7 separate regions of the Mus musculus genome follow, and regions 2, 3, 4, 5, 6 and 7 are each linked to region 1. Evidence: chromatin contacts called from public ChIA-PET, HiChIP or PLAC-seq and promoter capture Hi-C data. All regions are on one chromosome and are shown on one strand. The core of a region is the stretch at or near the end of the contact, and the rest is flanking DNA. Distances in the headings are between cores, read along the strand shown.

Region 1 (3,945 bases), core at 927-3,426:
CACTGATTGCTCTTTCGAAGGTCCTGAGTTCAAATCCCAGCAACCACATGGTGGCTCACAACCATCCGTAATGAAATCTGACACCCTCTTCTGGTGTTTCTACAGTATACTTACATACAATTATAAATAAATTAAAAAAAAAGAAATGATACAATCTTTAAAGAAGCCACTACCCTTTACTTTCAACCTAAAATACCTTAGCTCCAAAGATGTGCCCAGCTTATGGAACTATAGAAGTGTTGGAGACTTGAAGGTAGAAATGGGACTGAGATTCCTACACAGATGGTGGCTTTCACAATCTTGGAATTCTAATACCTGAGTATATCCTTTTGTTGGTAAATTGAAAAGAAACAACAATACGAGATCTAATTTCTCATACTCATCTGTTAAGGCCACCTGGCATTATCTTGAAGGCTACAAGGTCAGCTTCCTACAGCTCTGCTTCCTGGGGGACTACTTTTTTTTCCTCGTGTCTTTTTATTTATTTATTATTAGATATTTTCTTTATATACATTTCAAATGCTGTCCCGAAAGTTCCCTATCCCCCCCCCCCCCCCCCCGGGGAAGACTACCTTTTAATCAGCCCTGGAAAAAGGACTTTTAAAAATTAATGGGAGTAGGCTGGAGGGACGGCTCAGTGAGACCTTAGAATTGTTCATTCAGAGGAGCTAAGTTTGGCTCCAGCACCCACCTAAGCTGCCTCCCAAGCCCCTTAACCGTATCTTTGGGGGATCTGACCTCTGACCTCTATAGGCACTGCACGCATGTGCACCTTCAACAGACAAACATGCGTATATTTGTTAACACACTAAGTTAAAAGAAGGAGGAGGGGAAGACGAAGATGAAAAGGAAGACGAAGAAATATGATGAGCAGGGAGTGCTGAAAGACTCCGAGAGGAGCCCCTCGCTCAGGCCTCAGGACAATATCGGACACCCAAGAACTCATGACAGACCGAGCTTGTTGCAAACCACATGAGGCTTTATTTGGGGAAAGCCAGAGCTCTGGGGACAACTCATATCCCACGCAGGGGTAGAGGAGTCGTCCTCGAGGGGAAAGAGTTTCCAGTTTTTATAGGCCCTCAGGGGGGAAAGGAGAAGGGGGAGATTAGGGGATTTCCAGATCTAAACAATGTCTATTCTCAAGAAATGGGTATGGAGGGGTACAAGGAGAGTCTAATGAAGGTGCAGCAATGAGCACACACCTGGTCAGAACATTGGCAGACACACAGGTTCAAGGAGTGGCCAGAGCATTGTGCACCTCTATTTTTCTAAATCAGTGAAGCTAGTTCTGCTAACACTGACGTCTATCTTGCCAATTTCAGGGCTTCTGTGTCCTTTTACATTCTGCCAGGATCTTTCAGTGCCTCAGTGGTGGGGCCCTTGCTACCGAGTGAGAGGCACTGGGACAAACTCCCGGAACCGTGCTATAGGGCCAGGAAATGGAACTGCATTCTCACATTCCTCCACTTACATGGCATAGTCTCTATAGGCGAAAAGTAATCACTTAGTCTCTTTGCCCAAAGGTAAGAGAAAGTATTTTTTAGTGGTCTGCAAGCCCCACTTCAGATAGGACTACAGAGGTGGAAACTGTGGAAAGCACCGGATACTGGGCCAGAAGCCGGGTTCAAGTGGCTCCAGAGCTGTCAGGTGGCTTGACTCTGAAGCACCTCTTCCTGCGAAGAAGACTCGGTGCTGTGGGGCCTCGTACACATTAAAGAAAACCATGGTCACAGTGACTAGGTAAAGCTGCTGAGCCACTGCCACCCAACACGGTCACATAAAATGGCGACCCTGCCTAGCGGAGGAGTCTTACGCGTTTTCTCTCTAAAACCGAACTACAGCTCCCAGAACTCTGTGCGCGGAAGGCGTGCGTCTGAGCTACTCCCGGGTGTTGTGGGTTGCGGCCCCCGCGCCCCTCCCCCCTCCTACAGAAGTTTTTTTTCAGCCGACCTTGCAGCTTCGGTACGGAGCCACGCCTTTCCCCGCAGTGCCCGACGGGACTCGGGGTTTTTCGACTTTTCAGTAGCACGTCCCTTCGCCTAAGGTCCTCCTTGTGGCTTCAACGCCTGCGCACGACGCACTACGGTTCCCAGAGGGCCCAGCGGCTCTCATGATTGCGTGCTGACGCACTAGGTCGTGCTGACGCGCAACGCTGCCCAGGCGGGGTGCGAGTGGCGCAGTCGAAGCCCGCTGCGGCCCCTGAGGAAGCGAGGAGGCGGCGGCGGCGGCGGCTGAGGCGGGCGGACCGACGAGGCGGCGGCTTCAGGCTCCGAGGGATACGAAAACTTAAGCAGCAGCTGCGGCGGGACCTCCCTGTTTGACAGTCGGCGGCCGGAGGCGGCGGCGGCGGGTGAGAGAAAGGGAGCGCGCTAGCCGGGTGGGGGAGGGGCGGCGGGCTGGGCCGGAGGCTAGAGCGCGGGGAGAACGGCCCAGGCCGCCGCGCGCACGCGTGCTCGTCGCCTCGGCCGGCGCGGTCGCCTTCCCTTCCTCCCCTCCCCCTCCCGCGGTTCCTGGGACGCGCGGCCTTCAACTCCTCCGCCCCTCCCCCACACGGCCGCGGCGCGCGCGGCCGCCTGGTCTCGTCCGCGCGCCCCCGGTGAGACAGCATTGCGCGAGGCTCTGCTTCTCTCCTTTGCTCTACCTGGGGCTGAGGAGGCCGTCGTTCCGCGGTCGTCCTCTTCGGTCTTTTAGGGGGCGGGGAGAGGGCGGCAGCGGAGGTACTTGTCCCCCGCCCGAGCTTCGGACCTGCTGGTACCTCTCCTCGATCGGCTCCGGCGTGGGTCCACGGGCCCTGCTAGGGGCCTGAGAAACGGCCAGAGCCGCCCAGACCGCGGGGCGCCGCGTGGCCCCCTCCCCCCTCCTCGAGGCCGAAAATAAGCTGGGCTGCCCAGTGGGCGGCGGGAGGAGGCCTTGAACTTTCGGAGGCCAGGATTTAAACCGTTCGTCCTCGTTAGTATCAGAGGCTGTGAGTGTGTGCGTGGGGGTGGGGGATCCCCAAGTCTTAAAAAGTGAGGATAATAAAACCGCGAAAGTATTCAGCCTGCGTGTATAAGGAAGACCAATGTGCTCCTTTCAACCCTGTTATTTTATTTCTTTTTTACGGTTTGGTTTTATGAGCTAGGGCCTCTAAATAGTCTTGGTTGGTCTGGCACTAACCGTGTAGATCAGGCTAGCATTGAACTCAAGAAATCTGCCTGCCTCTGTGGGATCAAAGGCATGAGACACCATGTCTGGCTCCTACCCTGGTTTTTGTTTTTTGTTTTTTTTTTCCCCGGAGACAGGGTTTCTCTGGCTGTCCTGGAACTCACTCTGTAGACCAGGCTGGCCTCGAACTCAGAAATCCGTCTGCCTCTGCCTCCACACCCGGCTCCTACCCTGTTTTTAAAAAGGTCTCCTCAAATATTAAAGCTAAGCCTTTTAGAGCTTTTCGATGGGGAAAAAATTCTTGACTTAATAGCCTGGCTTCAGTCAGCCATTACTTGGTGATGACGTTCTTCCTTGCTGTTTCCATCTTACAGTTCTTTTAAGATGTCTCTTAATTGTGGATTCAAAAGGAAACTATTGCCTTTTTCCGTGGGAGTGGGGCCTAGGCCTGGATGTATACTGTAGCTTGTATGTTTCATGGTGCCTATGCAGTCAGTAGTGTCTCAGCTCTGAGTTCTCTGTATTTTTTACTCAGCGTCCTTTTCCTTGATCATTGCTGTTCTCTCGGTCGCTGTTTCTTGAATATCTTAGTTTGCTAATTTTCTACCTCTTTGTATTTTGGCATTCTGATAAGTTTTCCTCCCTTGCCGGCAATTTGTTCTTGGAGAGGCTTGCATGCTTTGGGCTCCTGTTTTAAATACTTCCTGGTTTTGGTAGTTGTGGTTTCCCTTTTAGTGTTTCAAGCATTGTTTTTGGCTGCTGGTATGTAAGTCCCCCCTCCCCCTTTAGCTCGTCTCTGAA
Region 2 (3,945 bases), core at 695-3,194, 920 kb after region 1:
AGTCTCTCCTGGATGATGTTCATGATCTCCTGGTCAACTTTGCTGAAAGATTAGGAGAAAAGTGCCTGTCTCAAGAATTTGAAAGGGTAGAGGACTATTAACCTCAGCCCAGGGAATCAACATTTCAGGAGAGATGGGGTTCCAATAGTGCCCAGTGTTCCCTGCTGCTTACGTACAAGTCCCTTCTCCACTGCATCTCAGCCTCATAGATACACAGAACATCACCCTCTTTGCATTCTGTGATGTCTGGCACTCGACGGTACTGTCGGTGGTAGTAGTAGGTTCGGTTCTTGGCATGCTGTCGTTCAATAAACTCTGCGGAAGAGAACACCTTGAACCTTGGCCTGTCAGCTGAAGCAGCTTGAGGCGAAGGGTCTGTAGTCCCAAACTGGCCGGGCGTGGTAGCGCACGCCTTTAATCCCAGCAGAGGCAGAGGCAGGCAGATTTCTGAGTTCGAGGGCAGCCTGGTCTTCAAAGAGTTCCAAGACAGCCAGGGATACACAGAGAAACCCTGTCTCGAGAAAACCAAAAAAAAAAAAAAAAAATAGTAAAATAAAAATAAAACCAAACCCAAAAATACAAAATAAAGTCCCAAGCTTTTACAGACCCCACAATTGAGCCCAACTACCCATGGGGTGGGGTGGAGTTGAATAGGCAAGGAGGCTCTATTAGGAACTCAAGCAAGACCCAATGGCAAATTACACAGCAGAGTTCCAGACACAGACATTTCTAAGATGCTACCCAAAAATGTAGTTGACCTTACTGCAATAATGCACTTGGGACTGGCTTGAAAACCATCTTTCTAACCCAAGGACCACCTGTAAGCCAGGGACAGTGACAAGTGTCTAACCCAAGCTACTGAGCAGCTGATAAAGATATTTGCTATGTTTGTTGTCCTGTATAACATTGGAGATGCTGTCTCACAAAGAAGCCACCACAACCGGACCCTCAACACTAAGGAAAAAAAAAATCTTAAGCATGCTGTGCACCCCTAATGCTGGATAAATGAGCTGCTTTGCTTAAGCCCAGCCTGATCCAGCTGCTGCCCACCGTTCTGGCAAACAGGTTGAGTGGATCGTTCTCTGGGACCAGGGATAGACATTTAAAACACGGCTTTGCCAGGTTAAACTGTGGTCCAAAGAGAACAAAATTACCACCCTGGTCATGCAGACGGATACAAACGGTCCATTTCAACAAGGGCTTATTGACTGGCTACTTGTGTACAACAAGGAAAGCTCCTTGCAGGTGGGTTAGATTCCTGTTTTTGGTACTTTTGTACCAGGCTGGCCTCAAACCCAGAGATTCACCAGCCTCTGCCTCCCCAGTGCTGGGATTAAAGGCATGCACCACAACCTCCCGGATTCCAACCTCCACCGCTTAAAAGAACGACCGGGGTCGACGAAAGGTTAGTTGGGGTTCTGCTGAAGACAGAAAGGATTATAGACAGGGTAGTCCCGGAAAGAAGTGGACTATCCTGCGGTGCAGCAGGGTAGACGGGAGGGCGTGGGAAGTGATCTGGAGTGACAGCACCGGGGCGTCTCAGATAAAAGGTAGAGGGTATCTTAGATGCACTGGGGGAGATTGAGACGATTCAGGGTGCGGGACAGCGGCATGCAGCGGGTGGTGGTTTCAGGGGGCGGAAACTGGATGTGGGATCCGCGGGGTAGGGGGGATCTCCACTAAGCGGGCGAAATTCTAGACCCTGTACCTCTCACGAGGGTCACGGGCCAGTCCACGACGAGGTCGTAGGCCTTCGTCAAGTAGGTGATGGGGTTAGGGAGCGAGGTCTGCGGCGAGGGAGCAGGCGTGCGGCTCGGGGGCTCCGGGTACACATCCTTGTCCCAAGAATCTGGCATGGCTTAAGCAAACTCTCCCCACCGACCTTCTACTCGCTCCACGTCCGGATCCGCTGGGCCCGCTAAGGACGCGGGACCTCTACGCCTGCGCAGAAAGGTGACAGCTGCGCCTGCGTAGTGGGCAGCCGCGAGGCACCATGGGATAGTGGTTCGCCTCTCGAGCACCCCCTTGTGGTCCCCAGCGCTCTGAGGCATCCTGTTTTTAGTTGGACAAAGATCACCAAATGGCTGGAAATGCTTTGCCCTGACCTACCAGCTAAGATAGCAGGGAATATGGTGAACATGGCTTGGAAGAGTACACACACCAGTCAACAACTGCTCTAGACTCTGCCTAGGTTCCCTGGGGCTGGTGGGTCCCAGTGAACCTCGGGACTTCTCTGAAGATGCAATCCTTGGAGGAAAAGGGTCCGCCACCCTAGGCACAGTGCTTCGCCCTGCTTCTGGTGGTTCTGGTCCTGAGCACTTGTGTCCTGAATTGTTCACTGTCCAGGACTGCACTGCCAAAACTCTTGAGTTTATGTGTTTAAAACCTGGTTTTGCAACCTGGAAATCCTCACTTATGTGTCATCTAGGTGCTGGTCACCTCCTGCCAGAGTTAGGGGCTAAGAAACAGCTATTAGCTGTAGAGATTTATCATAATCTAGTCTAATATAGACATCAGTTGTGACACCTAAGTCAGACCCACAAATCTTATCATTTTGGTAGCATAGAATCTTAGCATGTAGTGTAAAACCACTATCCCCAAGGAACATTTTAAACCTAATGGAGTCAGTAATTTTACAACTACAGAATTTTGATTGTGTAATAAATAATGTGCAAGCCTTTGATCCCAGCACTTGGGAGCAGAAGCAGGTGGGTCTCTGAGTTCGAGAAACGCTGTCTCAACAAGCCAAAAACAAAAACCTAAAAAGACACATGGGCATAGTGGCACAAATCTGTATTTGGACCTACATAAGGGGCTGAGCTGGGACAATCATTGGAATCCAGGAGTTCAAGATCAGTTTGGGGAGCCAGATATGTAGTTTCAGGCCTATAAGCCTAGTATTTTGGTGGCCAAGGACAGGATTGCCATGAGTTCAAGGCCAGATGGGTTATAATATGAGACCTTTTTTCTTTTTTCTTTCTTTCTTTCTTTCTTTCTTTCTTTCCTTCTTTCTTTCTTTCTTTCTTTCTTTCTTTCTTTCTTTCTTTCTTTCTTTCTTTCTTTCTTTCTTTCTTTCTTTCTTTCTTTCTTTCTTTCACAGGGTTTCTCTATATACCCCTGGCTGTCCTGGAACTCACTCTGTTGACCAGACTGGCCTGGAACTCAGAAATCTCCCTGCCTCTGCCTCCTGAGAGCTGGAATTAAAGGCATGAGCCACCACTTCCTGCTGAGACCTTTTCTCAAAAGAAAAAGAAAGGGTTGGAAAAATGGTTTAGCAGTTAAGTGGTCTTCAAGAGGTCCTGGGTTTGATGCCTACTGCTCATATAGTGGTTCATAACTGTCTGCAACTCCAGTTCCATGGGATCTGATGCCCTCTTCTGGCCTTCAAGAACCCTAGGCACACAAGTGGTACACAGACATACACAGAGGCAAAACACACATACACATAAATAAAATAAAATCTTTAATTAAAAAAAAAAGGAAAAAGTCTGATGGTAGTGGTACCAGCTTTTAAAGATTTATTTATTTATTATATATGAGTACACTGTAGCTGTCTTCAGATACACCAGAAGAGGGCATCAGATCCCATTAGATGGTTGTGAGCCACTATGTGGTTGCCGAGAATTGAACTCGGGACCTCTGGAAGAGCAGCCAGTGCTCTTAACCGCTGAGCCATCTCTTCAGCTCTGGTACCCACTTTTAATTCCAGCACTTGGGAGGCAGAGCCAGGCAGATATCTGTGAGTCTGGTCTACACTTCCAATACAGCCAAGGCTACACAAAGAAACCCTGTCTCAAAAACAAAACAAACAAAAAAAACAACCAATGAAACAAACAAAAACAAAACAAAAAACAAGAAGACAAAGAAAAGATAGTGAAGTAGAGGCCATGGAGGGGTGCTGCTCACTGGCTTGTTCTTCAGGGCTGATTCAGCTTGCTTTCTTAC
Region 3 (3,945 bases), core at 595-3,094, 900 kb after region 1:
CAGGACTGAGGTCAAAGGAGGTAATGTCCTCTTGGTCCTCCTAAAGGAAGAGTGGGCATAGAGAACACCATAAGAATATGCTGCCCTCCCCCAGGGCCTCTCACATCTGCCCAAGTCTGTCCTTACCTGCTCCAGGCTCCGAAGCAAAGCCCCTGAGGCCACATCCAGGATGTTAACTTTGGTACCACAGACACAGAAGAGGTAATGGCCAGTCTGGTCCAGCTAGGGACAAAAGGGGTCTCAGCCAAGGAACTACTCAGTACTCACTAAACCCCCCACCCCCGCTATGCCCCTGGGGATAGTTACCTGTGCTTTCCCACCCTTGTAGAAAGGTTCAATCTTTCGCTCAACAGCATAGCTGGGAAGAGAACAGGATGCTGAGTGATGGCCTAATGTCCTTGCCCCAGTGCCCCCAGACCACTGGGTGCTCTCCCAGAGATGAGACAAATGCTTGCCCTTGCTGAGCGCCCAGGCAGCAGCAGGAACCCGGGGGTGAAAACCAAGCATCTCCGTGGGAGGATGTTTCACATTATGGAGAGGCTGAGATGCATGCCCCAGTGGCTCTCATGGGGTCATCAGACAGGTTGAAGAGATGGGCCTGACTCAAGGTGAAGGAAGCCCAACAGCCCAGGCTTCAGCACTGAGGTCTTTTGGGGGCTCTCTACTAGTTGTGGGAGGCCAGGAATAGTAACATACTCTCAAAGTCTTGACCAGTAGGCCCAGCATGCCACCCCACTCCTCCAGCCTCAGTGTCATTTGGTTTCTCCCGACTAACAGTGACTTCTGGGATCTGACTAAAGCTGCCCTCTTTTCCACTCCCTCTACTGCTTTGGTCCAAGCCGATGAAATTTTCTGGGAGGTAATGGCGGTGGCCATTGCAGTCTCCTCAGTGAGTTTCTTACCAGCGCTTTCATCTCTGTTGTCTAATGACTTCTAAAACAACTGAGGGGTGTCTCTGCAGTGCCTAAACTTCCCCTTCTTTCACACCTCACATGCTTTTGTGACATTACCCTGCCTGGCCCAGAAGGACTTTTGCCTGCCTTCCTTTCTTTCTTTTCTTTTCTTTTTTGTTTGTTTGCTTTTTGAGACAGGGTTTCTCTGTGTAGCCCTGGCTGTCCTGGAACTCACTTTGTAGACCATGCTGGCCTCGAACTCAGAAATCCGCCTGCCTCTGCCTCCCGAGTGCTGGGATTTAAGGCGTGAGCCACCATGCCCAGCTTTGCCTATCTTTCTTAATAGTCAACACCACAGCGTCACTGCTCCTGGCCCAGGCACTATAACAGGTCATTTGCTTCTGCCCTCTATTTGGGCTGGGCTGGGCTTTCCAAATTCAAATGCTCTGCCCTCCAACCTCCTAAGTCCAGTCCGTGGAAGTCTGCCCATCAAAATAAAAGCAGCGTCGGAGACTCTGCAACCAGTTAACCCATCAACAGAGATGCTGTCAGCACCGAGGCTTTTCTTTGCAAGAGCTCCCTTGCCATAATCCATTCCACTCAGTGACAGATGGAAATTAGTTATCTGAAAACTGCACACTATGAATAAAGGCAGAGCCTCTTCCTATCTTAGCACTAAACAGCAGCTGTTCACAGGGGAACTGACTGAGCTCAGGACTCAGAGCCCCCGCTATCACAATGAACACCCCTCCTAAACTCCTGGCTCCCTTTTCCGGTTCCTCCCCATTTCCCTTCGGGTCCGCGCCTCCTCCGAGGACTTACTTGGCTTTGAAGCGGCACAATCCCGCCGCAGTCTCGGCCATGTCCCAGGGCAGCGCCTCCAAGTTCAGCAGCCTTTCTCCCCGCGTGAACCGGCCAGTGTGCTACTCTGTACTTCAAGGCACGCGGTGATGACGTCAGGAGCCGCAACTCCTTGACGCCATCAACATGCGCGCCGGGAGACCGGCTGCTGCCACTGGGAGTGGGAGCCGAAGGCATATCCAGTGTGGATGCTGGCAGCTGGCAGTAGAACGTCTTATTTACTGTTTTCATTTGGGTCTGTTTTCCTTTCCTTTCCTTTTTCCTTTCCTTTCCTTAACTGTCCTGTCCTTTTTTTTTTTTTCTTTTGGTTTTGTTAGACAAGATGTCTTTTACAACAACGGATTGGTGTCTCGGCGGTGCTTAAAGCTTCCCCTATCGCCGGGCGTGGTGGCGCACGCCTTTAATCTCAGCACTGGGGAGATCGAGGCCAGCCTGGTCTACAAAGTGAGCTCCAGGACAGCCAGGGCTATACAGAGAAACCCTGTCTCGAAAAACAAAAACAAAACAAAACAAAACAAAACAAAAAAAGCTTCCCCTATCACATGCTTCTGTAGATCTTGTCCAGGACTTTCGCCTCTGTGCCCCGCCCCCAACCCGATGTGTGTTTGTGTGTGTGTAACTGTCTGTCTGTCTCGCTCTCCTTTCCTCCTTCCCTCCCTCTCCCCCCACTCCCTTTTGTGTTTTTCGAGATACAGATTCTCTGAAGCACTGGTTGTCCTAGAACTCGTTCTATTGAAGATCTGCTTACTTCTACTTCGCGACTGCTGGATTTAAAGGCGTGTCCTTCCGGCTTGTTTTCTTTTCATTAAAAATTAATTTGTAGCCGGGCGTGGTGGCACACGCCTTTAATCCCAGCACTCGGGAGGCAGAGGGAGGCGGATTTCTGAATTCGAGGCCAGCCTGGTCTACAAAGTGAGTTCCAGGACAGCCAGGGCTATACAGAGAAACCCTGTCTCGAAAAACCAAAAAAATAAAAATAATAAATAATAAATAAAAAATAATAATAATTTGCAGGGCTGGAGAGATAGCTCAGTGGTTAAGAGCATTGGCTGCTCTTCCCGAGGTCCTGAGTTCAATTCCCAGCAACCACATGGTGACTGACAGCTGTTTATAATGTGATCTAATGTCCCTTTCTGGCATGCAGATGTATATGTAGATAGAGCACTTTATAAATAAATTTTAAAATTAACTTGCAGGCTGGAGAGGGCTCAGTGGTGAAGAGTGCTGACTGCTTCTCCAGAGATCCTGAGTTCAATTTCCAGGAAACACATGGTAACTCACAAACATACATAATGAGATCTAGTGCCCTCTTCTGTCCTGCAGTCGTACATGCAGGCAGAACACTGGTTACATAAATAAATCTTAAAAAGAAAATTAATTTACACTCAGTAAGCTGAGGTAGGTGGATCTCTGAATTCAGGGTCGGCCTTGTCTATAGCATAAGTTTCAGCACAGCCAAGGCTACACAGAAAAACCCTGTTTCGGGAAAAAAAATGATTAAGGAAGAGTCTGATTATGTATTCAGTTAGTTTTAGGCTGGTCTGGAATTGTGTGATAATCTAGACTGGCTTCAGGCTCAAGCTCTTTCTGTTTCAGCCTCTCTGATACCCTCAAGTTATCATTTAGTGTGTGTGTGTGTGTGTGTGTGTGTGTGTGTGTGTGTGTGTGTGTGTGCGCGCACGCGCGCGCGCCACACATCTGCCCACTCCACATAGTATATGTATAGACAGAGGACCTGGAAATAACTTCTTTCTTCCACTGTGTAGATCCCAGGGATTAAACTCAGATTATCAGGCTTGGCAGCAGTTACTCAGTGAGACATCTCAGACATCTCTCTAGGCCAGTTTGTGTGTGTGTGTATGTGTGTGTGTGTTTCTGAAAACAAGCAACATGGTCTTTTTTTTTTTTTTTTTTGGTTTTTCGAGACAGGGTTTCTGTGTGTGGCCCTGGAACTCACTCTGTAGACCAGACTGGCCTCGAACTCAGAAATTCGCCTGCCTCTGCCTCCCAAATGCCCGGCGCGCAACATGGTCTTTATTGGCCTGGTTGACTTGAAACAATCTAGCCCAGGCTGGCTTTGAACTCACAGAGATTCCCCCTGCCTCTGAATCATGAGTGCTGGAATTAAAGGCATGTGCTATTACCACCCTCCTTCCAGGCCTTTTTATCTTAACATGGATTTTTAAAGTGC
Region 4 (3,945 bases), core at 494-2,993, 750 kb after region 1:
AACCCTGCCTCAGAAAATTAAAAAAAAAGTTATGTTTTTTGTATGGGTATTTGTTATTCTCATCCATGAAGGAGCTGAGAGAGGTTAAAAGGGTGTCCTTGGAAGTCCTGTGAGAAATTAATTAAGTAGTCTGGTCAGGAGCTTTTAGGAACCTCTCACTCTAGAGTACTGGCCTGAGAAGCGCATGCTACCATGCATGCTCTGTGAGTTGGTTTTGTTTGTTTGTTTGTTTTTCGAGACAGGGTTTCTCTGTGTAGCCCTGGCTTTCCTGGAACTCACTCTGTAGACCAGGCTGGCCTTGGACTCAGAAATCTGCCTGCCCCTGCCTCCTGAGTACTGGGATTAAAGGCGTGTGCCACCTCACCCGGCTTCTGTGCGTTTCAATATATTTAATAAGGCTGTTCATTCACTCGTCTAATTACGGAACAAACATGCTTATTGGCCCCAAAGAACGTCCCACCCCTTTCCTCCAGTCTCAAGGCACTCATCAACTTCCTGTCTTTGTGGACTTTTCTCTCCCTTTTTAATTTAATTTTTCTTTCCCTTTTTGAATATTTCCTGTGTAGTTCTTGGTATTTGGACGTCTAAACATTTTTTTCAAGGATTACTCCCCGGTGCTATGGTTGGAGTCTTTTCTCTCAATTTAATTTTGTCTTTAGCTCCTGCGCACAAGGATCTACAGTACCTGGAGACTGAAGCCTGAGATGGAGCTGCTTGGCGGGTGGGCGGGTGGTACAGCGTCTCCCCAGCACCTCCGCAGGGTGGTCTGCGCGGAGTGGTGGAGGGCACGGCGCTAAACTGCACCCACTCCAGGTGAGCTCAATCTCATGCATCACTTCTGAGCCTCTGCAGCATGCTCTGGCAGAGGTCCATGATATGACGCAGCAAGTATTTATTGACTCAGGTCGGCGGTACTCTCCAGGGTCAGAGAAGACTTGCGAAGTGGAAGCTCGCACAGCTGGCACCCAGAAACTGTAGGTCGCAGGGTTTTTTGTTTTGTTTTGTTTTTTTAATTTATTATCAGTGTAGAGCGCATGCTATGGCCAGGGTGTTGCGGCCAGAGGACAACTTTGTATAAGTTGGATTTGTGTACGTGGATTTCGGGAGAGGACTCAGCTGATTAGGCTTCCTTTATCCGCTAACCGACCCCCCACCTCCACAGGGTTTCTCGGTATATCCCTAGCTGTCCTGGAACTCACTCTGTAGACCAAGCTGGGCTCTGAACTCAGAGATCCACCTGCCTCTGCCACCCGAGTATTGGGATTAAAGTCTTTGCCACCACCACCCAGTGCTGAGCCCTCTCTTCTGCACCTACTAGTGTTTTTAATATTGTGACTGTTGATTGCAGAAGGCTAGGAGCGAAGAAACCTACTGACTCCAAGAAGGCCTCAACAGCCAGAGGACTTCAAGGGGGAACTCGGGAAAGCAGGGTGAATAGCCATAAGCTCTCCAGCCGTTGTGGGTAGGGGACAGCCTAAGCGGGCAGCTGCTCAAACCGCAGCCTGACTCGGGGCTCGAAACGCCGCAGCAGAGGGGGCGGAGCTTCCTCCACCTTCAAGCCTGGTCTGCAGCAGACCCAGCGGTGCAGAAGGCGGGGCCTCCGGAGGACTCCCCTCCCGTGAGACCCCGCCCACCAAGGCTCACGCTCACTGGGCGGAGCCTCTGAGGGCGCCCTTCCTTCAGGCCCCGCCTACTGCAGGATCTGCAATGAAGAGGGCGGAGCCTGTGAAGGCCTTCTCTTCATCCAGTCCCACCTACAGCCAACTTGGAAGCGCAGGGGCGGAGTCTGAGGGCGCCCCGCCCCACGCCGGAGGTGGGGGAGGAGGAGGAGCTGGCGCTGGGTCTGCAGTGCAGCGCGAATGCGCGAGCAGGCGGCCAAGGCCCTGAGGTGCGGCCTGCCCCAGAGCGCTGAGCAGCTGTCGCACCGCAGACGGGCCACGGCCGCCGCGGCATTCAGCCCCGTGCCGCACCATGAGGTCCGCGGGCCCCTCCTGAACTGCGGCTGCCGGCGCAAGGGGCCTCGGGGAACCGGGGCCATGCGCGGGCTGCGCTGACGATGCCGCTCGGCGCGCCTGCTCTCCTGGCGCTGGCCCTAGGCCTGGGCCTGTGGCTCGGAGCGCTGGCCGGAGACCCTGGGCGCGGCTGCGGGCCTTGCCCGCTCCCCTGCTTTTGCGGCCCTGCGCCCGACGCCGCCTGCCGCGTCAATTGCTCCGGCCGCTGGCTGCAGACGCTAGGGCCGAGTCTGCGCATCCCGGCTGACGCCACCGCGCTGTGAGTAGCTGCGCCGAGGCAGTGCAGGCGGGCAGGCGGTTGCCATGGCGGCGGGCGGCCTGGCTAGAGCATCATGACTGGGTCCGGCGGGAGCAGGGCTGAGGTAGATAGAGCCCTTCTGGAGCTTTGCCGGGCTGTCGGCCGCAGAGCGTGGGCGCGGTCCTGAGCTCGGGCCGCAAGACGCAGCGGGGCCTGGCCGCTCCTAGGGCGAGGCTCCAGCAGGGATGTCGGCCCGACTAAATAAGGAAAACCTTGGACCTCAGCCGGCGTGACCCAGAAGAGTAGCCAAAAATCCCAGTTCCTACGAAGACTGACGTTTTACGTTGCGGGGCTCCTCAAACAGGAGCTACAACAGTGCGTGGGGCGTGGTAGGAGGTTGCGGAATAAACGTTAATTAGAGACTAATTGAGGTGTATCCTGGGGTTGGAGATTTCTGTTGGGGCTCAGAGCTGGCCTCTAGGGGAAGAGTCTCGACAAGAATTTTATGGATGTGTAAGAATTGACTATGTTTAAGGGACAAAAGGTTGGTCCAGCGGCCTGGCCTGAGGTTGGCCACACATAGTGACTGCTGGAGAAGTGTTAGGGAGTAGAGGGTGTGATGGATGTGGGCCTCTAGTGGTACTTAGGGAGGGGAAATTGCCAGGAGGGGTTAAAACATTTGCCATTTCGGCAGTTTTGCCTTCTGAAAGTAACAGGCAAATCTCACTGAGAGATCAACATCTTGAACCAGGCTTAACTAGTCTCTTTTTATAGATTATCACACTTAATTCTTAGTCCAGTTCTCTGGCGTAGAGCCAGACCTCTGTTTTACAGGTGAGGAAAGAAGCTTGGAGATGCGATGTATTTTCAAGGTATCACAGCCTAGACATCATAGCTTAGGTTTGGACCTTTGCAGTGTTGGCAACCAGGGTTGGATCAAAAATGTTAAGAGGAGATTGCAGACTGCAGTAATTTGTCTCAGGATTAACTGATTCCAACCGGTTTTTTTTTTGTTTTGTTTTGTTTTGTTTTTGTTTTTTTCCCCCAAGACAGGGTTTCTCTGTATAGCCCTGGCTGTCCTGGAGCTCACTCTGTAATCCAGGCTGTCCTGGAACTCAGAAATCCGCCTGCCTTTGCCTCCCGAGTGCTGGGATTAAAGGTGTGCACCACCACTGCCCGGCTGATTCCAACCTCTTAGACTTCCTGGGCACTTCAGCCACAGTAGTTCTTGCTGCAATTCCCTCAGGAACTTGTTAAAGTAGAAATGGTCCCTTTCACTGGTTTTTATAATGGGCTTGGTGACTTCACCCTAGTATGGAGCTGAGATTTGGGTTCCTATGATTGTGTTCCTTGACCACTGTAGCATTTGTGGTGCAGCTGTCTCTGGAGATGGATCCCCTTTTGCTATCTAATAGGATCCACAGAATTGCATCTGATCCAGATTTATGGATGCTATGAATGAGGGCACTTCTTTCTCTCTGCTACCTGGTATCTGTAGGAGTCAGGTCCAGCTCCTGTTGGCTCCTTCTTCACCCTCTGCTGACCTCCCAGGAGCTGTCTAGGGAATGAAAGATGAGAGCCTACAAGTCTGTGGGCTCTGCTCGGCAGTGAAGCTTGAGCGGTTGCCCTGGGTTTGGTACAAGGGGTTTTCTGAGAGCTAATAGCTTGACTGACTTCATACGGTTCTCAAGATAT
Region 5 (3,945 bases), core at 861-3,360, 650 kb after region 1:
TCTTAGCTACTGAGCCATCCTTCCAACTTAGCACTTAAGAATTTAACCAAATCATGCCAGCATCCTGGGGAAAGAGATGACTTAGTTTATCCTAGAGAGATTACTAGGGTTCAAGGTCACTGAGCTGAGCCAGCCAGACTCAAGCTTCCAAAACAGTCTGTCTTGTTTCCACTGTCTTATAGTCAGTCCCACATCAAAGTCAAACCCAGCCTGGGACAAGGAGGAGTCAATGACAAATTAATGATCAAATAAAAGGTCAAACCCAAGCTATGACTGGCCCATAGGCCACCTGAAAGAGGGTGGTGCCCTCCACTCTGCTCACACAAACTAAACACCGAAGAGCCTTACCCCTCCCACCCCACTCATTTAGAGTCTGACTCAGCACCAAAATGTTGATACTCAAAGAGTCCCTGACCCAGAAAAGGACACACCTATCCCATTTCACACTAAGACCATAAACCAGAGGTTCTCAACAGGTGGGTCCCGACCCCTTGGGGTTGCTACCAAATATCTACATTACAAATCAGCACAGTAGCAAACTTGCGGTTATGAAGTAGCAACAAAACAACTTTCCGGTTGGGAGTTCCAGAATATAAGGAACTGTATTAAAGGATGGAAGTATTAGGAAGTCTGAGAACCAATGTCATAAGTAGACCCAAGAACCTACAAGCATATGCCTTTATCCCAGCAATGGGGAGACTGAGTCAGGACCATCTCTGTGAGTTCAAGGCCAGCCAAATCTACATAGTGAGACCCTGTCTTTAAAAAACAAAAACAAAAACCAGGAACTCAGCTGGATAGTGGTGGCTCATGCCTTTAATCCCAGCACTTGGGAAGCAGAGGCAAGCAGATTTTTGAGTTCGAGGCCAACCTGGTCTACAGAGTGAGTTCCAGGACAGCCAGAACTATACAAACACTGTCTCAAACAAACAAACAAACAAACAAACAAACAAAAAACCTAGAAACTCCAAAGAGTTCCCTGAGACGGTAACTGACTCTCTCCAAGCTGAAATAAGGGAAAAAAAAATTACAGTGGGACTGAGTTCTTTCATGACAAAGAGCAGCAATATACCAGTAATACTTGTCAAACCACTTCCTGTCTGATCAAATCTACAGCTCCGTGGAACTAATGCACAGGAGATACCCAAACCACCTCTAAAAAATATCAGCACCTAGAGACGTAATCCTTGGTGCCAACACAGCCCTCGGCATACAGACACGATTTTAACTCTTTGCCATACTCCTAGGAAAAATTAAAGGGTTTAAGAGAGGAGTTACAGCCCCGGCTCCAATCTGATCCTTGACAGGAACCAGATGGACGACCTTGAACCTCAATTATCTCCATCTCTGAAGTGAATAGTAGTAATGATAGTTCGCCTTTCGAGCTTGGTTTAAGTAATGGTACAAGTCGGATTGAGCGGGGGGTGTTCCGCACATTCTTGGAAGCGTTGCTCCACCCCGTAGGGAAGGCCCAGGTCCTCAGTGGGGCGGTGCCGCCTCCCCAGGTCAGGTCCCTAATCCCTGTCTGACAGAGCGGCCCCGCCTCCAGTCTCCAGCTCCGCCCGAACTAAGGCCCGAGTGGCAGAGGAGAAGCAGAAGCTAGGGCTGATGGGCGCTGAAGAGGAGCGAGCGATGTTTGTTTGGCCAGATCGACCCCAAGGGGCTGGAGAAATGGGCTCCCTGTGAGCCTCTGCATCTGGCCCAACGGGTTAGAGGCAGTCCGAAGGGAAACCTGTGAGAGTTGTGAAGGTTTACAGACACTCGAGTAGCCAGGATCCGGGCGAGACCGTACACCGCAGCCCGGACAGAGCCGCCCGCACCCCGGCCGCACCAGGCTTCGGTAGGCTCGTTACCTTCCTCGCTGAAGGGCGCTGGGAGCCCAAGGAAGCCGCCGGAGGACAAGGCCGCCGCCGCCGCAACCCCGCCCTCGCCCGCTTCACGCCCGGCTTCGGCCCGGGCTTCTGCCGTATGAGCGGCCGTCACCCGCACTGCCATCGCGCCCTCCATGTCGCAACGCGCCACAGGAAGATGGCGGATTTACGACCATGTCGTCATAACAACGGGCCGCACCGAGGGCTGCGTGTCCGACAGGCAGGGGGCGGGACAAAAACGAATTTGACGGACAGGCAAAAAGGCGGGGCTATGGGTTGCGGTCTAGCGCGTCAGTAGAGGTGGAGCTTGGCTCTTTGAGAGCCATCAGCGCCAGACATCAGGGCGGAAGTGGGCGTGGCTTGTGTTAAATTGGCAGGACTTGGTCCAAAGTGAACTATCCGTGGAGTAAGAACTCTCCCTTTCTCTCACTTTTTTAAAAAAAGATTTATTTACTTTATGTATATGAGTACATGTACAGCTGGTTGTGAGCCTTCATATGGTTGTTGGGAATTGAATTTTTAGGACCTCTGCTTGCTCCGGTTGCTCTGGTTGCCCCACTTGCTCAGGTCAACTCCACTTGCTCAGTCCCTGCTCGCTCAGGCCTAAAGATTTATTCATTAAGTACACTGTAGCTATCTTCAGACGCATCAGAAGAGGGCGTCAGATCTCTTTACAGGTGGTTGTGAGCCACCATGTGGTTGCTGGAATTTGAACTCAGGACCTTCAAAAGAGCAGTCAGTGTTCTTAACCGCTGAGCCATCTCTCCAACCCCTTCTCTCACTTTTTTGTTTTGTTTTTTTAATGTAGTATGGTTTGTCTGCATACATGTCTGTGCACCACGTGCATGCCTAGCGCCCGTGGGGCCCAGAAGAGGGTGTCTGACCTGGAACTGGAATTACAGATGAAGTTACATGTAGGTGTTGGGAAATGAACCTAGATACACAGCCAATGTGTTCTTAGCCGCCCAGAGAATCTGAACTCTTTAGGGTTGCTACCCAATATAGAATCCTGGACTCAGACCTGGGTTGCAATGTCAGAATTTCCTGGGCATGAGAAAGAACTCCATTTGGAGATAGTTCGAGTGCTCCTTTCCAAAGACTTTTTTTGTAAAGATTTATTTTATGTATAGGAGTACACTGTAGCTGTACAGATGGTTGTGAGCCTTCATGTGGTTGTTGGATATTGAATTTAGGACCTCTGCTTGCTCTAGTCAACCTCGCTCATTCAGTCTGTACTCACTCTGGCCCAAAGATTATTTATTATAAGTACACTGTAGCTGTCTTCAGACACAACAAAAGAGGGCGTCAGATCTCATTACAGGTGGTTGTGAGCCACCATGTGGTTGCTGGGATTTGAACTCAGGACCTTCAGAACAGTCAGTGCTCTTACCCACTGAGCCAGCGAGCCAGCCCCAAGACTTTTATTCGGTATATGAAAAGTATTGAAAAGTATACATAAAAGTGACCATTTGTGACATTTAGTACACCGACTGAGTTGAGCGCTTATCACCAAAATTGGTTAACTGATTGGTTCATTGGTCGATTTGAGACAGGGTCTGGCTTTGTAGCTCCCTGTGGCCAGTAACTCGGTGGCCCCGGTAACTTGGTGCTGGGAATATGCCTGACTTAGTTCTAGAACATTTTCATCATCAAAACCTGTACTGACTGTAGCTCATTTTGGTAGCCAGCTCACCTATCAAGCACAAAATGAATAAAATAAAATAAAAAATGAACAGAGTATCTCAGGTTAATCCCAACATTTGGGGGATGATCCTTAGCTAAATAGGGAGTTCAAAGCCAGCCTAAGACATAAGAGAAGGGGGAGAAGAGAGAGAAACAGAAAGTGAGTTATTGAATAATATTGAAATGCATCGTATAAACAATGCATTTATATTTCATTTACAGTCAACTTGTATCTATCATTTTGGCTAATATAAAGTGTTGCTCTGAACATTCTTGTATAATTTGCTTTTATATTTTTGTATTGTTTCCAAGTCCCTTTTATTTATTTTTATTTCTTTATTTTCCTTCTCACTCTGGCCCCACTTGCTCTGGCCCAAAGATTGATTGATTT
Region 6 (3,945 bases), core at 420-2,919, 620 kb after region 1:
AAGGCCAGTCTGTCCCATAGCTGTGCTGTTTGAATATTGCACTCTTGGCTGACCAGGCTTCTCTTCCCACAGGTCTCGATCCCCAAGACGCAGGTCCCCTGTGCGTAGGAGGTCTCGCTCTCCTGGCCGCCGCCGCCACAGGAGCCGATCCAGCTCCAACTCCTCCCGATAAGCAGGGACATTGATTCGTACCTCTGTAACTTATGTTCCCCAGACTCTGTTTTGTCCTTTTCTCTAGCCAAGTGAGGGTCTGTAGAGAAGGATCCCTTACTGGGTACAGCAGTTGAGATATCTCCTCTACAGAAGGGTTCTGGCTTGTAGAGCTACTGTTGGTTCACGGCTGCTCCCATAGAGGTGCCCTGTAGTTTTCTGGCTAGAAAGTTCATCCCTTCAGTTCTTGATAGGCTGGTAGCAGAGCCAGCTGGAACCTATGGCAGCACACGGATTTCCACAGATGACCCAGAACCAGACAGCCTGGTCTAGCCCCCGCTGTGCCACACCTGTGCAAAGGACCACACTGCTCTTCTGTTCGGCCGACCATGCCCTGCTGAGTACGCTTCAACTTAGAGGGCTAAAACCTTTGAAGGATTCCTCCACAAATGGTTACCTTTCTGTCCCCGTGTCTCTGTTACTTTCTAGAATTTGTGAGCCAGTTCTACAGGGTCCTCATGAAACCTACCCCACCCCGTTGTCACCTGCCATTCATGGTGATGTTGCAGGTTAACCTTGGCAGTGTGTACATTGCCCCTTTTTGCTTTTATTGTACAGTCAGTACTATAAAATTTGTTTTGAGTTTTATAACTTTGTAGCATTTTAGATAAGGTTGTGTTTGTACTTGTGTAGAGTGAAAGGACTGTTGAATAAAACCTAGGATTAGAATGCAAATTGAGTGCTGGTTTTACTGTCTGTCTTAGTCCAGAAGAGTCATAATTTGTATGACTCAACTAAGAACTCACTTTGAGTTTAATCCCCAAAGTGGCATTTCTAAAAGCCAGGAGGACAGGTGGTGAGACGGCCTGGGGCTCAGAAGCTGACTCTGCCTGAGATGCTGCCGCCGCAGGAAAACTGGGAGGGACAGTTCTCTCTTCTGTCTCATACTGGTGCACCACAGAAGAAAAGTCTTAACCAAGAAGGAAGACTTCAGCCCGGCGTGGTGGCGCACGCCTTTGATCCCAGCACTTGGGAGGCAGAGGCAGGCAGATTTCTGAGTTCAAGATCAGCCTGCTCTACAGAGTGAGTTCCAGGACAGCCAGGACTACACAGAAACCCTGTCTCAAAAAACCAAAAAAAAAAAAAAAAAAAGAATAAAAGGAAGACTTCTTGTGTTTGTGCCCCTTGAGTATTGAGTCAAATAAAAATGCACTATTTGGGGCAAATAGCCTAGGTAAAGCCTCCCAGTCACCCCTGTGCTGGCAAGGCCGTCTGTTTTTCACTACGGTGCCAGCCTTGATTTATGGTCCTAATCCCAGCTCTGCAAGTGCCTCTGAGCTCTGGCAGCTCGCCCCAGCAGAATGAAAGCACTCTTGGACACACACCCTGCCCTAACTGGCACAGGGGAAACCCAGTCCTCTGGACGCTGCGGACTGGCTAACCTTGGCCTTGTGGGGCGGGGCCGGCCGGAGAGGAGGAGTCTGCAAGGCCGGGCTGGAAGCGAAGCCGCTGGCTCTGTAGTCCCCACTGATATCCAAGATGGCGCTGGCTGCTGCGCGTCGCCTTCTGCTGCACGCGGGTGCGTGGCCCGGGCGAGAGCGCTGGTGCAGGGCCTCACAGGGCTGGGTGCGCGGGCGGCGGTGGCGAGAGTCTGGGCGTGCTTGCTAACGTGCTCCGGGCTGTCTGCAGGATCCCGCCTCGGGCGCAGGGAAGCGGTGGACGGCGCGCGGCGCTTCGCTAACAAGCGGGTGCTGGTGGAGACGGAGGGCCCGGCAGGTGAGAGGGAGGGAGGGCCACATCTCGTTCATGTCCTCGGGCTCCGAGCCCACACGGTCTGTGAGGTCGGGCTGACGATGAGCTCTTGGAATTCCCAAAAGCAGGGAGTGAGCATAAGCTCACATAAACTCAGATTCTGATTAAAACCTAAGTTCATACCGGGCGGTTTAAATGACAGAATGGGTGAGTTTTTAAAGCTTTGGTTAAAGTTCCTAAAGTTATGGTCTGTTACTTAAACTATTAGTTAAGAATGATTATAGCTTGCGGCGGTGGCTCATGCTTGTAAACTCAGCTGAAGCCAGTCTGAGCCACGTGAGACAGTGTCTCAAAAATCTCACAAAAATGATTGGGAGCGTTTTTGAATATTTTCCTAATACTGGAATGTGGCACAGCAACATTTTCCTAGTTAATGTTGGGTCGCTCCCTGCCCACAACAGAAGGAAGCACCTCCCCTCACAAGCAGAGGCAGGAGGATGGTGAAGTTGAGGCCAACCTGGGCTACGGCTGGAGCCTGCTTTTCCTGTGCTGTTTTGTTTTTTAAAGTGACGATGCGGGGAGAGGGGGAGATTGTAATTTTCCAGGACAGTGACAATGCACTTATGGAAGAAAAACCTGGGAGGGGAGGACAGAGCTAGGGCTAGAGCTTAGGATCACAGTCTATAGGGGGAGGGAGCATTCAACCTAGACATGGAGGTCAAAGTCTGCAAAGTCTGGATTCCCCCCCCCCCAGAGTGATAGAATATGAGTGCACTGGAGAGAGAAAGAAGTGCCTTAATAGTGCCAGACCTGCAGGCTTCAATCCCAGTACCACAAAAGGAAATAAATAAAAATACTACAATAGGTAGCAGTAAAAACTATACCATGGCAAAGTCAGTGGATTATACACTTAAAGGTGACAAGATGTTTAGACTATCATGTAGATGTCATCACAATTTAGAGTAATAAGGTAGTGGCATATATTTTTACATGTATATATTTACCTATATATTTTATATATAATTTTAAGTAATAAGTACGTAACTTATGTATCTCTAGTGAAAAAGCAAAGGTAAAATAGCAACTGGTTTTATTTATTTTTTTTTTTGGTTTTGTAGAGCCAATGGTCCCTATATTTCAAAGGCAAAATTTAAAAGTCCATATGTCCCTTTAGCTTATGGGGTTTTTGTTGGTTTTTTTTGTTTGAGACAGGATTTTATTTATCCCAGGCTGGCCTGGAACTCATGTAACTGTGTGGCTGAGACTTAACCCACCTGCCTCTACCTCCCAAGAGCTGTGATCACAAGTGTTTGTCACACTTTACTTTTTTCTTTTTTTTTTTTAATTTATTTTATTTATGTACGTGGGTTTGGAGGATTTTTGGTGTTTGTTTGTTTTTGCCTTCCTGTATGTTTTGGCCTGTGGAGGCCAAAAATAGGATGTTAAAATCCCCTGAAGGGCTGGAGAGATGGCTCAGAGGTTAAGAGCACTGACTGCTCTTCCAGAGATCCTGAGTTCAATTCCCAGAAACCACATGGTGGCTCACAACCATCTGTAATGGGTTCCAATGCCCTCTTCTGGTGTGTCAGAAGGCAGCTACAGTGTACTCATATACATAAAATAAATAAATAATTCTCTCTGTCTGTCTGTGTGTATGTGTGTGTGTTTCTTTTTTTTTCCTTTTCTTTTTTTTTTTTTTTTTTTTATTCCGAGACAGGGTTTCTCTGTGTAGCCCTGGCTGTCCTGGAACTCACTTTGTAGACCAGGCTGGCCTCGAACTCAGAAATCCACCTGCCTCTGTCTCCCAAGTGCTGGGATTAAAGGTGTGCATCACCACCGCCCGGCTTTTTTTTTTTTTTTTTAAATAAATAATTCTTAAAAAGAAAACTTAAAAAAAAAATCCCCTGGAACTGGAGTTACAGTTATGAGCTGCTATGTAGGTGTTAGGAATCAAACCCAGGTCCTCTAGAAAAGCAACCAGTATTCTTAACCACTAAGCCATCTCTCCAGCTTCTTCTAGCTCACACTTTTAAGTCCCCAGCA
Region 7 (3,945 bases), core at 725-3,224, 550 kb after region 1:
TTGAATTTGGTGTTAGATGGCTGTTTCAATACTTCCTTTACCAGTTTCATCTGTACTCCTCAATACACAATAAAATGAGACTTTGACACCAGACACCTACTTTGTGAGATTCTGAGGAACACGCATCACGAATACTCTCAACCTCGCCTTTGCCTAAGGGAATTCTAAGTCACCCAGCTCTGTTCCTAGATTTAGTTCTGCAGAACTAGGCTTAGGTTTGGAAAGGACTAAAGAATTTAAGTTGAAAATGGCAAGTACTGTTTTGAAAGAAAAGCGATTAAGTTTAACGTCCAGTTCCAGTCAGCCAGATTCATACACCTCCTATCATGAAATAGAGAATGGGAGAGACATTTTGGGTTGGAAGGATGATGGAGAGAAAGTCTTTGGGGACAAAGTCTTTTGGAGATGTTTACAGCACACCAATAATCCAAATCCCCACCTTGCTTTAATTGTCCCCCCATCTCCCCCAACACACACCGCTACATGCTTGTTACAACAGGCACATACTGCCATTTAAGTGCCAGGCATGATGATAATCCCTTAAGCATGCACTTTTCTCATTTCACTTTGGAAAAAAAGTGGTGGTTGTGGGGGAACCGCAACCTTTGAATACGCTATTACTACCATTTCAATTTTAGGAATGAGAAATTAAGATTCTGGAAAATACAATGACTTGAATACACTAGTGAAGGACTCAAGACCTGAAGCCAGGTCTTTGAGACTCCCTTTATTCGGCAAACTTGACTAGAGCATTTCTGGACAAGGTGTTCTAGGACCCCAGGGAACTGACCATGTACCAGGCAAGGGCTCTTTTCTTAGGGAGTCCATCTTCTGGTTAGCCATACAGGACCCTAGAGAGCGAGAGGTTATGACCACAGTGTAACTGGCATTGATTCGGAAGTCACGATCCCAGGGTTACCTTAAGGCTAGGCAGGTCTGGTCCGCAGCCCGGAATCCGGGGAGGGCTGCGCCTCACTCACCGCAGGCACCCTGTCCGTGGCCACGGGCACTGAAGGACCCGCTGGATCGCCCTCGACGACTGTTGGCCCCGCGACACGGCCACGCCCACGCTCAACCCCGCTTCTCCCGGGCCAGCCGCGCGGATGCCCAAGCTGCAGCAACCTGTGATTCCAATGCCATTCCCTCCTGCCTGGGCCGAGGGCACACAGATGTTCGCATCCTACTGTCTGAAGGAACCACAACCCCCTCCCACCTCCATGCCTGTCTACTGCCTGAAGAAATCCTAACGCCCCAATCTCCTGTCCGAGGAAACTCTACCGCCCAAGAGACCCCGACGCCCTGCCTTCTGCCTGAGGAGACCCAGATCCCTGAGAACCCCCTCCCACCCTGACTGTATTCTCCTAGTGGTGCTGCTGGGCTGGACCGTGACTTTCCCTTTCCTAGCTGTGGGCTGTCGCCTCTGAAAGGTTCCTAGACCTAACCTCACTAGGGCTTGGGTTCCTCCTGCTGAGAGCAGAAAGTAGCACTTTCTCTTGGTGACAAGAGTGAGATGGGGAGAGAGCCCTGAAGAGAAAGAGGAACTTGAATCCCGCTGCGAAAGTGAGATTCTTGATGTTACAGCCTCAACTGCTTTGAAACACATTTGTCCAGAGATGAGCTTCAGGCCAGCGACCCCGGGGCTCAGAGCCCCAAACTAACGCCTACTGTTTGCTGGACGCGAGCAAGGGCGTGCTGCACGATCAGTGGCGGATGCGGAGAAAACCCGCAGGGGCAACCCATCACGCACGCTCACCCCACCCTACAAGCGCTTGCCCACTGGAGGTGAGACCTGCGTGGAGTACTGCGCAGACGCACGATCCGGAATGTTGAACTGGGAGGGGTGCACGCGCTACGCAGAGCGCCCTCTGTCGGAGCTGGGCAACATGTGCCAGGCACTGCGCAGACGCTGAATCCAGAGCTTAGGCGAGGCTGAGCCGGCCGGGGGCAAACCCGGGGCACCTGCAGGGGCGGCCCAGTGCGCACGCGCGCTCCGACGCGCCCCCCCACCCCCTCCAGGAGCCGGAGCTTCCTGGTGCGTTCTTCCACCCGCGCCTGTCGCAGGCGCCTCCTCTCTGCCCCGCCGCCTCAGTTGTCAGCTTCGGCCGCAACCGCCCCAGCAAGGCTGGAGCAGGACCGGGAGTCTAAGGGAGGGAACCTGGCGAGAGAGCTGCGCAGACCGCCGCCACCCTGGCGCTGAGGGTCGGTGAGTGTCACTAGGACTTGTCACTCGCGCGCTAGCTCGGGGCTCTGAGATTTCCCGTCCTTGCCCGGGTCTCCACTCTGCCAGCGGGCAGCGCCCCAACCTGGGGCCTCCGAGCCCCTGCCTATCGCCGGGACCTGCGGGCTCGCGGACTGACCCTTCGTATTGCTGCAGGTGTAGCTGTCTTGGCGTCCTCATGCTGGGTGTGTCCCCGCTATAGCGGGGTCGCGGGGCTCGCAGGAACCCGCACAGACCGCTGGGTCGTTACGGGGTCTATTGTGCGGGCCTGGCAGGTGGACAGACAGCCGCCGCCCTCAGGCGCTTTGCGGGCTGCGACACAGCAGGCCGGCGGAATGCTCCAGGCTCAACCGGCCAGTGCTGGTCCTGGATGGAATTCCTCCCAGTTCTTCAAGCTTCAGCATCTTCGTTTTCATGAACTTTAACGTAGGGTTCAAGGGATGCTTTGATAGGGGTTGAAGTTGGCGAAGCCCTCAATGTGCAATACAGAACTCGGAAGGGGGAACCACAGCAACTACAGCAACTGTGCTCTGGTCAAGTGTCTCGGTGTTTGGTGTTGGTGCTCAGAATGACCGACCCCGAACTTCGACTAGTTCCTGGGGGTCAGGGCTCCAGCCTGGGGGTCAGGTCCCTGGTACTGCACGCTTGAGCTTTCCCTGTGTGTGGCCCATTTGGGCTTTGTCTTAAAAGGTATTTCTGTCTGTCCCTTTGCCTCCAGGCCTGAACGGTTCTTGTATCATAAATAGGGACTTGGTGTTTGTAACGTGAGGAGCACTCAGGAAATGCTCTCCCAATGAGTGACTGGGGCTTTGTAGTAACAATGTGGAGACCCAGGCAAGGCTTAAGGAACTGAATTCTGCCCCTGTCTCCTAAGCAGCCTTATTTCATCCAGAGAGTTTTGTTTGGTGTTGCCATTTGTAAGCTTGAAAAGACTGAAACCATTTTAGAAAGCTTGCCTCGTGGGAAGTAAGAGACAGGGTGGGGAGAGGAAAAGTTGATTTTTAAAAAAATGAGTGTCATGGGAATCCCCCTCACCCACATTGGTTTGAATTGAGCCCTTGCAAACAGATAATATCTTCCTCTAGGGCAGGCGGCATTCCACCATTCTGACAGAACAGCCTTTCAGAGCATGACCAGGTAGCTGGAGTTCTTCTTAACAAGCCACTAACTTTCCCTGTTACATTGACCAGGCTGTCACATAGAAACTATTTTGACTTGGTCTTAACTGGGAAGGCCTTAGTTTGGCCTTTATGGGCTTTATGGTTTCTCCTTCAGCCCTGCTTCTGGCAATTGGCAGGGGGTTCCTTTGATACACTGAGTCTGCCTAGAGCCACATTCTAGAACTCTCAGGTACGTTCATCAGTCTTCTAATGCGCAAGGCTCCAGGCATGATTCTGAGTCACTAGATGATCCCTGCCCGTAGAGATCTTCAAATGGCACTAATTTACTCACAAGAAAGTGGCTTCAATCAGAAGCAGGCCTGGCCAAATGGGTCAGTGAATTAAGGTGTCTAACAATCAAACCCGACAGGTTGAGTTAGATCCCAGTGACTCACGAGATAACAGAGGGCCAGCTCCAGCAAGTCGCCCTTGACCTCCACACAGACACCATGGTACATGCATGCCCCCCACCACAGCACAGAGAAATAAATACCGTGTTTGGTTTTTATTAAAGAATGGGCTAAGTGGTACAGGACACATCCAGAATAGATGCCACCCGTGTCTAAA

Evidence for each region. Promoter capture Hi-C pulls out the DNA fragments that hold promoters and counts their contacts. ChIA-PET counts read pairs in DNA pulled down with a chosen protein or histone mark. HiChIP or PLAC-seq counts read pairs in DNA pulled down with a chosen protein or histone mark.
Region 2: a contact with region 1 is called in a FOXA1 HiChIP or PLAC-seq map of pancreatic cancer cells. The contact joins the promoter of Ndufb10 here to the promoter of Srrm2 in region 1. A contact is called at or near these places in 2 of 115 datasets of contacts at active chromatin or transcription factors (bone marrow-derived macrophages and pancreatic cancer cells).
Region 3: a contact with region 1 is called in an RNA polymerase II ChIA-PET map of memory CD8 T cells, with 17 read pairs. The contact joins the promoter of Tbl3 here to the promoter of Srrm2 in region 1. A contact is called at or near these places in 3 of 115 datasets of contacts at active chromatin or transcription factors (bone marrow-derived macrophages, memory CD8 T cells and pancreatic cancer cells).
Region 4: an RNA polymerase II ChIA-PET map of memory CD8 T cells shows a contact between it and region 1, with 34 read pairs. The contact joins the promoter of Pkd1 here to the promoter of Srrm2 in region 1. A contact is called at or near these places in 1 of 39 promoter capture datasets (cranial neural crest) and 1 of 115 datasets of contacts at active chromatin or transcription factors (memory CD8 T cells).
Region 5: a contact with region 1 is called in an RNA polymerase II ChIA-PET map of memory CD8 T cells, with 6 read pairs. The contact joins the promoter of E4f1 here to the promoter of Srrm2 in region 1. A contact is called at or near these places in 2 of 39 promoter capture datasets (cranial neural crest and frontonasal cranial neural crest) and 2 of 115 datasets of contacts at active chromatin or transcription factors (astrocytes and memory CD8 T cells).
Region 6: a promoter capture Hi-C map of cranial neural crest shows a contact between it and region 1. The contact joins the promoter of Eci1 here to the promoter of Srrm2 in region 1. A contact is called at or near these places in 1 of 39 promoter capture datasets (cranial neural crest), 1 of 484 Hi-C or Micro-C datasets (embryonic stem cells), 1 of 115 datasets of contacts at active chromatin or transcription factors (memory CD8 T cells) and 1 of 9 other capture datasets (adipose tissue).
Region 7: an RNA polymerase II ChIA-PET map of memory CD8 T cells shows a contact between it and region 1, with 5 read pairs. The contact joins the promoter of Abca3 here to the promoter of Srrm2 in region 1. A contact is called at or near these places in 4 of 39 promoter capture datasets (cranial neural crest, hippocampal neurons, liver and 1 more) and 2 of 115 datasets of contacts at active chromatin or transcription factors (memory CD8 T cells and pancreatic cancer cells).

What each region holds. Positions count from the first base shown.
Region 1 is chr17:23,801,049-23,804,993 of GRCm38.p6, forward strand. It overlaps Srrm2 (serine/arginine repetitive matrix 2), which reads left to right and starts at 2,177. Exons shown (of 15, transcript NM_001368687.1): 1 at 2,177-2,350. It overlaps Gm52285 (a long non-coding RNA gene), which reads right to left and starts at 2,724. Exons shown (of 2, transcript XR_003952234.1): 1 at 2,642-2,724.
Region 2 is chr17:24,722,479-24,726,423 of GRCm38.p6, forward strand. Ndufb10 (NADH:ubiquinone oxidoreductase subunit B10) reads right to left here and starts at 1,945. Exons shown (of 4, transcript NM_026684.3): 1 at 1,709-1,945; 2 at 177-315; 3 at 1-42. The coding sequence starts at 1,856.
Region 3 is chr17:24,705,809-24,709,753 of GRCm38.p6, forward strand. It overlaps Tbl3 (transducin (beta)-like 3), which reads right to left and starts at 1,845. Exons shown (of 22, transcript NM_145396.4): 1 at 1,716-1,845; 2 at 307-358; 3 at 127-222; 4 at 1-40. The coding sequence starts at 1,756.
Region 4 is chr17:24,548,207-24,552,151 of GRCm38.p6, forward strand. It overlaps Pkd1 (polycystin 1, transient receptor poteintial channel interacting), which reads left to right and starts at 1,744. Exons shown (of 46, transcript NM_013630.2): 1 at 1,744-2,271. The coding sequence starts at 2,057. LOC115488769 (a long non-coding RNA gene) reads left to right here and starts at 2,278. Exons shown (of 2, transcript XR_003952238.1): 1 at 2,278-3,945.
Region 5 is chr17:24,453,282-24,457,226 of GRCm38.p6, forward strand. E4f1 (E4F transcription factor 1) reads right to left here and starts at 2,111. Exons shown (of 14, transcript NM_001301784.1): 1 at 1,854-2,111. The coding sequence starts at 2,007.
Region 6 is chr17:24,425,014-24,428,958 of GRCm38.p6, forward strand. It overlaps Eci1 (enoyl-Coenzyme A delta isomerase 1), which reads left to right and starts at 1,670. Exons shown (of 7, transcript NM_010023.4): 1 at 1,670-1,729; 2 at 1,840-1,926. The coding sequence starts at 1,690. It overlaps Rnps1 (RNA binding protein with serine rich domain 1), which reads left to right. Exons shown (of 9, transcript NM_009070.2): 9 at 73-885. The coding sequence ends at 172.
Region 7 is chr17:24,350,049-24,353,993 of GRCm38.p6, forward strand. Abca3 (ATP-binding cassette, sub-family A (ABC1), member 3) reads left to right here and starts at 1,975. Exons shown (of 33, transcript NM_013855.3): 1 at 1,975-2,203. It overlaps Abca17 (ATP-binding cassette, sub-family A (ABC1), member 17), which reads right to left and starts at 1,011. Exons shown (of 31, transcript NM_001031621.3): 1 at 920-1,011.